Linked DNA regions of Macaca mulatta: region 1 is linked to region 2. Evidence: chromatin contacts called from public Hi-C data. All regions are on one chromosome and are shown on one strand. Each heading gives the region's core, a stretch centred on a gene start, on an enhancer-like site or on the middle of the called end of the contact. The rest is flanking DNA. Distances are from core to core; before and after follow the strand shown. Region 1 holds the start of SLMAP (sarcolemma associated protein). Region 2 holds the start of ARF4 (ARF GTPase 4).

What was found. A called contact is a pair of places that touch in the nucleus more often than the background predicts.
Region 1: a contact with region 2 is called in a Hi-C map of liver, with 3 times the contacts expected there. The contact joins the promoter of SLMAP here to the promoter of ARF4 in region 2. A contact is called at or near these places in 3 of 14 Hi-C or Micro-C datasets (cortical neurons, fetal cortex germinal zone and liver).

What each region holds. Positions count from the first base shown.
Region 1 is chr2:121,296,098-121,299,441 of T2T-MMU8v2.0, forward strand. It overlaps SLMAP (sarcolemma associated protein), which reads left to right and starts at 1,412. Exons shown (of 21, transcript NM_001261125.1): 1 at 1,412-1,816. The coding sequence starts at 1,619.
Region 2 is chr2:121,140,797-121,144,235 of T2T-MMU8v2.0, forward strand. ARF4 (ARF GTPase 4) reads right to left here and starts at 1,512. Exons shown (of 6, transcript NM_001195582.1): 1 at 1,241-1,512. The coding sequence starts at 1,307.

The DNA.
Region 1 (3,344 bases), core at 162-2,661, 160 kb after region 2:
TGCTAAGTAGATAAAATAAGAAAGTGGTACTGTTTGTTTAGAAAACCTTCTACCGCGCAAATTGTTCTTTCCCTTAACCAAAATGGTCGTTAAGGTTGTCCCGAGGTTTGAAGCTTCCAGCCCTTAACTAAGATGGCGCCTGGAGGCCTGTTAAAAATTAGCTTGCCCTTTTTTCTGCCCTCTACCAACACGGCTTCCGTGGCTTCGTTCACGTGACATTCCTGGACTACGGCGCGGGAGAGGGGGTAGGAGGGCCCTTGAAGGGTGCGCGTTCCCGTGGCGGTGCACCGGGTAGGTTTCAGTCAGAGTCACTATGGCGGCCGGCGCTGGCAAGGTAAGCTGAGGCGGCGGTGGCGGCTAAGGAGGTAGCACCCGTCGTGGCGTCCTGGCTCCAAATCTTCGCAGCCTCCTTGCGGAGAGGTCGGCGGAGGTAGTGCCTAGCGGTGGGGGCTGGCGGGGGTCTGGCTGGAGGAGCCGAGGGCTGAGGCTGGCGGGCTGAGGCGCCTGACGGCCGTTTGTTTTGATATTTTCCCCACCAGGTCGGAAAGTTTCCTGCCTCGTCGGGCGCAGCTTGAGCTTGCCCCATCGGCCGCGATCGGTGGAGGCTGCGGCGGACCCAGCCCGGGGCCTCCAGGCCTCTCCCCAACCTCCGGGCCAGTCTCCCTCCCCCACCTTCTCGTCCGCCGGGAGCTGCGGCTGCCGTCCCTGAGATGCGACCCTCGCGGGGGCGACCCTGAGGGGAGGCGGCCCATGTGCTGAGCGGCGGACAGGAGCCCAGGCGTCCGGGGACCAACTTCCTGCCGCCTGGGAACCCGCGCCTCCCGGTGTCGCGCCTCGCTCGGTCAGCACCGGCCTGCGGAGCCGGGTCCCCGCCCTGGTCGCGGGGACGCTCACCAGGTGCCCGGGAGTCCCGACTCGGCTACTGCCCGCGCCCTGCCGGCCTCCACGCCTCGCGCGGAGGACCTCAGCCACCGCCGCCTCGGATCGTGCCAGGCCGGGGACCGCGTCCCCCTTCCCGGGGCGGCCTCCGCGCAGCAGGGGCGATGCAGACTGTCCCGCCGGCCGTCTAGAGCCTCTACACTGCGGGCAAGGACGGGCGGTGACTGCCCAGAGGTGCCCGGCCACACCTTCCTTCGGCCCAAAAGGACTTTCCTGGCCGCGCCGAACCGACCCTTCCTTCATGCTGCAGTGCTGCAACGTTTCCGCCACCGAGGGGGAAAAGCGGCCGCGATCTCAAACCAAACACAAGAATTGGCGTGTGACTCATCTGCTTGGATACCTCCAGTCCCCAAACTGTGTTCCAGGAGTTTTCTTGGCGGAAGCTGCCCGATGTTTGAGCCTTTTCTTCCCAGAGAAGAAGATGGACTGAAAGCTGCCAGTTGGGGACTTTTTGTGATCAGGGCGCTGCTGGGTTTTAGAGGAGGTGATGGGGCTTGCGCTGGCTTGTCTTCCCACCCAAGTGAAGAGTTGATGTTCACTGGTTATGCTTAGACAATGTGCAGTTTGTGTTAATTTAAAATTTTGGGTGGGATAGGGGGATAGGCTTGTGAAGGGCAGTCCGGATCCAGAGGAACTCCTCTTTGTTCCTGGTAGGAGAGACACCCCCAGTCTATCCTCGATGCCGTCAGCCTTGGCCATCTTCACTTGCCGCCCGAACTCGCACCCGTTTCAGGAGCGTCATGTCTACCTGGACGAGCCCATCAAAATCGGCCGCTCAGTGGCCCGCTGTCGACCAGCGCAGAATAATGCCACTTTTGATTGCAAAGTGCTGTCAAGGAACCACGCTCTCGTCTGGTTTGATCACAAGACGGGCAAGGTAATGTCACCACGTTGTCCAGCGGCATTGTTTAACAAACTTGTTTCCCCCGCTTTGCCCTTTCTGAGAGGCCTAATGTATGCAGGATCCCAGGGTTTGCATCCAGAAGAGGCTTTGCGCAAAGCCACGAAACAACTGTTTGGGTGCCTGGTTCTAGTGGAAATTTGATTGAGGTGGTTGAATGGAAAACAGAGAAGGTATTGTAATTAAAAGCCTCAGGAAGTCTATGGCATCTTGATAACGGGGTCATTCCCAGTGAAATACCAAACTAGATAGTGAAACTTGGCGTCTTGCTTTCAGTCTGCTTGGAAAGGTGAATTCACAGTTCAGCGCTTTATTAAGCAAGCAGGAGTTGTCAGAGCAATTCGGGGAATCTGTGGCCATTATTATCCCAGGGCTCAAGTGTCTTAGTAGTGAAATGTAGTTAACACATAGCTTTAGGTGAGTTCAGATCAGGACCTTTCTAGTAAGGACAATTGCTGGTATAAACCTAAGATTTTTGAAAGGTTTGATACATACTTGCTCTTGAAGGAATAATTTGCAATAATCAAAGCTAATTTAATTAAGCATGAACAATTGTAACTTTATATATTTTCAGAGTGTTTTTTACAAGTTGGAGAACATACACATACTGCGTTTGAAAATCACTTTTTGATGTTCCCTGCAGCACTTATTAAGTACTTAGTGCATTCTTACAGAGGTGCTATTCAAAAGTTAGTGTTAGGAAATAAACTTATTTTCTGAAATTATACCCTATTCTGTCAATTATAGCATTACTTAAATGTGATGGGATGAATTCAGTGCTTTTCATTTTAAGCGTAATCAATTTAGTATTTTTATGTTAGTATCGTAAGTTACTATACACGTATGTGCTTTTAAGAAATGAAAGAAATTAAGATCCTTTCCATTTTTAAAAACTGTTTATTTATGTTTATGGATAGTATACTAAAGAGCTCATCTTTGTGCCTAAACCTCAGGTTTTTAGCTGAGCTACTGAATCAGTTCCAACTTTAAGTTATGTAAGACTAATAGGACTGTCTCAGGTTTCACCTCCTGACTTTTTGCCCCTTCTTTCTGAGTTAAATAATTAAATCTTTCTTAAAGGAAGAACTTAAGTCTTCAAGAATATGTTTTGAAATGAAAGAAACCTGAGCCTTAAAAGGAAGAGAAAAAAATGATACTTCGGCAGCTACTGATTTAAGGAATTATTTTGTAAATTATTTTTTGAAGAAAGGAGGAAAAGATTGTCCAAGTGCTGTGTGCTGCATAATATCTATACTTTATTCTACGTGTAGGAGTGTAGGATGAGAACTGAAGAATATGTTAACTTTTCTGTATAACACCAGATCGTCATTTACCTGTGGAGCAGACCCTTCCTCCCTACCCCCAAGCTGAACGTAGGGTGCCTAATTTTTTTTGAGACAGATTTTTGCTCTTGTCACCCAGGCTGGAGTGCAGTGGTGCTATCTCAGCTCACTGCAACCTCTGCCTCCCAGGTTCAAGTGATTCTCCTGCCTCAGCCTCCCAA
Region 2 (3,439 bases), core at 262-2,761:
GAGGCTGAGGCAGGAGAATCTCTTGAACCCGGGAGGTGGAGGTTGCAGTGAGCGGAGATTGCGCCACTGCACTCCAGCCTGGGTGACAAAAGCAAAACTCCGTCGAAACAAAGAAAAGGAAAGAAAGGAAGAAAGAAAATAAAACCTCCTCTGGTAGAACACAAGCTAATGAACCAACAGGTTTCAACGTTCAAAGTTAGAGGGGCTTCTTTCAGCGTTATTCTAGTCCATGGAGCTCAGCTGTGATGTAGGCTGGTCACAGTAACCGGGAGCGGTTGCTTACATCAGCCAACTGACAGCCCTTCTCCCTTAGCTGAGCAAAAACACGCCCCCTAAAAAGCAGTTTTTTAAAAGTCAATTTTCTAAAAAGAAATTTTAAAAAATTGTAGTTACTATTAACAAGGCTACCTTAAAATTCAGCGTCATGATGTTCTGTTCAGTTCAGTTACTGAAAATTTATCAGGTATTTTTTAAAAATTCGTTTCTAATTTTTTTTTTGCATTAGACTTTAAGCCGGCTAAATAAGTTTGAAAACCTAGGAGAACAAACCAAATACATTTAAAGTTTTTGAAAATAGCCAAAGAAATAGAAGATAAGCTTGGTTTTCGGAGAATGAGATTAACAAGGAGGGAAAAACTTGAAAGGGAATCCAGCGCAGGCCAAGTTTAGCAAAGTGGGCGCTGAAGGACTCCAGACTCTTAGGAAACCTTGGGTGCTCCCTGGCCACCGCAACTTCCTGCCCCGGGCGACTCCAGGCTCCGGGTGGCCGCTGGCTCACATACCAACGGACTGTGCAGGGACTGTACACGAAGCGCAGAGTGGGAAGGAAAAGGCTAGAGTGGCTCTGCCTTCCCCCTGACGGCTGTCCACACCCGGGCAAGAAGGTATGCAGATCGCACCCCCAGAAAGGGCCTCGCCAAGTGTTTGCTTCCCAGAGTTGGCTTTCCCCACATCTCTGCCTAATGTTGTCCAGCTTTCAATAAGATCAAGGGGAAAAAGTCAAGTCCAGAAAGAAGAAACCTTGCCCAAAACCCTGTCGCTGCCTCGTCTGGCAACAGATCTGGGGAGGGATCGCTCACCCTCCGCTCCATTGTTCCCCCTTAAGAATTCCTCCCGACCCCCGACCCGGCGCCCCTCCCCCACCACGGCGGGCGGAGAGAAAAACAGGCCCAGAGGCCACCTGAATTGTAGAGATCCTGCCTTTCCCAGGTCCCGCCTCGACTCGCAGCCCTTCACTCACCCATCAAAATGCGCATCTGCTTCTTGCCAAATAGTCGGGAGAAGAGGGAGGAGATAGTGAGGCCCATGGCGGTAGTGGCACTTGTGATGGGCAGAAGCAGAAGGGGTTTGGGGCGACCCCGTGCTTTCTCCTTTCAAGCTCCCAGGCAAACTAAAAGAGAGGGAAGAGAAAGAGCGGAGGAAGAAAGGGGGAGGCAGGCCCGTCTCGCTGGCCGCTGTGCTGATGAAGCTCCGGCACAGGAATAAGCCGGTAGAGGACCTGCTAGGCGACTGGCGCGGCAGCTCCGGCTCTAGCCTTTAGGATCTGGCTGTGCCACGTCACGCGGCGGCCGCGGCGACTCCAGCAGCGGCCCGGCCCCTCCAACGCGGACAGAATCGCGTCACCGCCTCCCCATCCCCCTGCGCTTCCGGTGCGCCCAAGCCACTGCGCTTGCGCGCTCAGGGGATTGGCCAGTTTCGCTGACGTGCATCTCTCGACGACGCCACCGTCTGGACGTGGCTCCAAGAGTCGGGAGACGCCGGCTGGGGCACATGCGTACTGGGCGACGGACAAAGTCCCACAATACCTCGCTTCGTCACTTCCAATCAGACTCAGGACGAGACGCTTCCGCTCGGATAAAGGCATTGTCGGGGTGATAGTACTTGCTTCCGGAAAGGCGAGCTGAGCATTATGGGTTAGGTGAGGAACCTCGCCGTCTTCTATTACGGTACGCGCGATGGGAATTCCCTGATGCCATGAACTTAGACGTCTCTCACACGGGGCCAGACGCTTGCCTTAGTTAACGCGTGAAGACCGGCCTGGCCTTTTGCGGAGAAAAGTGGTTAAAAGCCGACTTGTGGGCCGAGAAACTGTGGCATCCTAATGAGCTAAGGCGAGACGCTTCGACCACCACGCTAGGTTATTCTGAAGATCTTTAATTCTATCAAGGCGAGAGCGCTCCAAGACATGTTCATCGGCTATTGCTTTTTAAAGAGAAGGCAACGAGGAAGTCTTGCTTTTCTTGTACTTTTTCTCCTAGAAGCAGCATGAAAGACTTACTCCTTAGGTTGAGGAAGTGGAAAGCCTCTTGATCAGGCCTGGCGCGGTGGCTCACCGTGCCCGGCCTGCTACACCTTCTTAAATTCACAACAATGATTAATTTATTAGACTCATTGCCAGGATAAAGATTTAATCTGTTTTTCTAATAGTGCCGTCCTTTGTGGTTCTGTAGTTGCTTATTCCAACTGGCATATTTCCATAGGATGGGGTTGAATAAGAAAAACTTGCAAACTTTCAAAAACAGTAAGCTATTTTTGTATTTTTGAAGGCTTGCTGAGTAACGCTTCTCTTGGTACCACTACCTTATCTACCCTTCAGAGACTGTTGTTTCTTAGGAGTGGCCCTGGGCAATTAAAAGCAAAAACTTCTGGCCAGGCACAGAGGCTCAGGCTTGTAATCCCAGCACTTTGGGAGGCCGAGGTGGGCGGATCACGAGGTCAGGAGATCCAGACCATCCTGGCTAACACGATGAAACCCCGTCTCTACTAAAAACGGAATACATTAGCCGGGCGTGGTGGCGGGCGCCTGTGGTCCCAGCTCTTCGGGAGGCTGAGGCAGGAGAACGGCGTGAACCTGGGAGGCGGAGGTTGCAGTGAGCCGAGATCGCGCCACTGCACTCCAGCCTGGGCGACAGAGCAAGGCTCCGTCTCAAAAAAAAAACAAAAACAAAAAAAGAAAAAAAAAAAAAACGAAAACTTCTTTACTCAGAAGTACCCTCCTTTGCACTGGAGATACATGTAAAGAGTTGCTTAGCAGTTGAATAACCTAAAATTGCATTTTGGAAGCTTGCTAAATGACAGACCTTCTTGTATCCTTTTGTGAACCCCCAAAATCTGAGACAGGTCCCAGCTAATTTAGAAAGTTAATTTTGCCAGAGTTGAGGACACGCGCCCGTGACACAGCCTCAGGAGGTCCTGTGTAGACATGTGCCCAAGGTGATCAGAGCACGGTTTAGTTATATACATTTTAGGGAGACATGAGACATCAATCAACATATGTAAGATGAACATTGGTTCGTTCTGAAAAGACGGGACAACTCAAAGCAAAGGCAGGAAGACTAATTGGGGAGAGGGCTTCCAGGGCATAGGTAGATAAGAGACAAATGGTTGCATTCCTTTGAGTTTCTGATTAGCCTCTCCAAAGGAGGCAATCAGATACGCG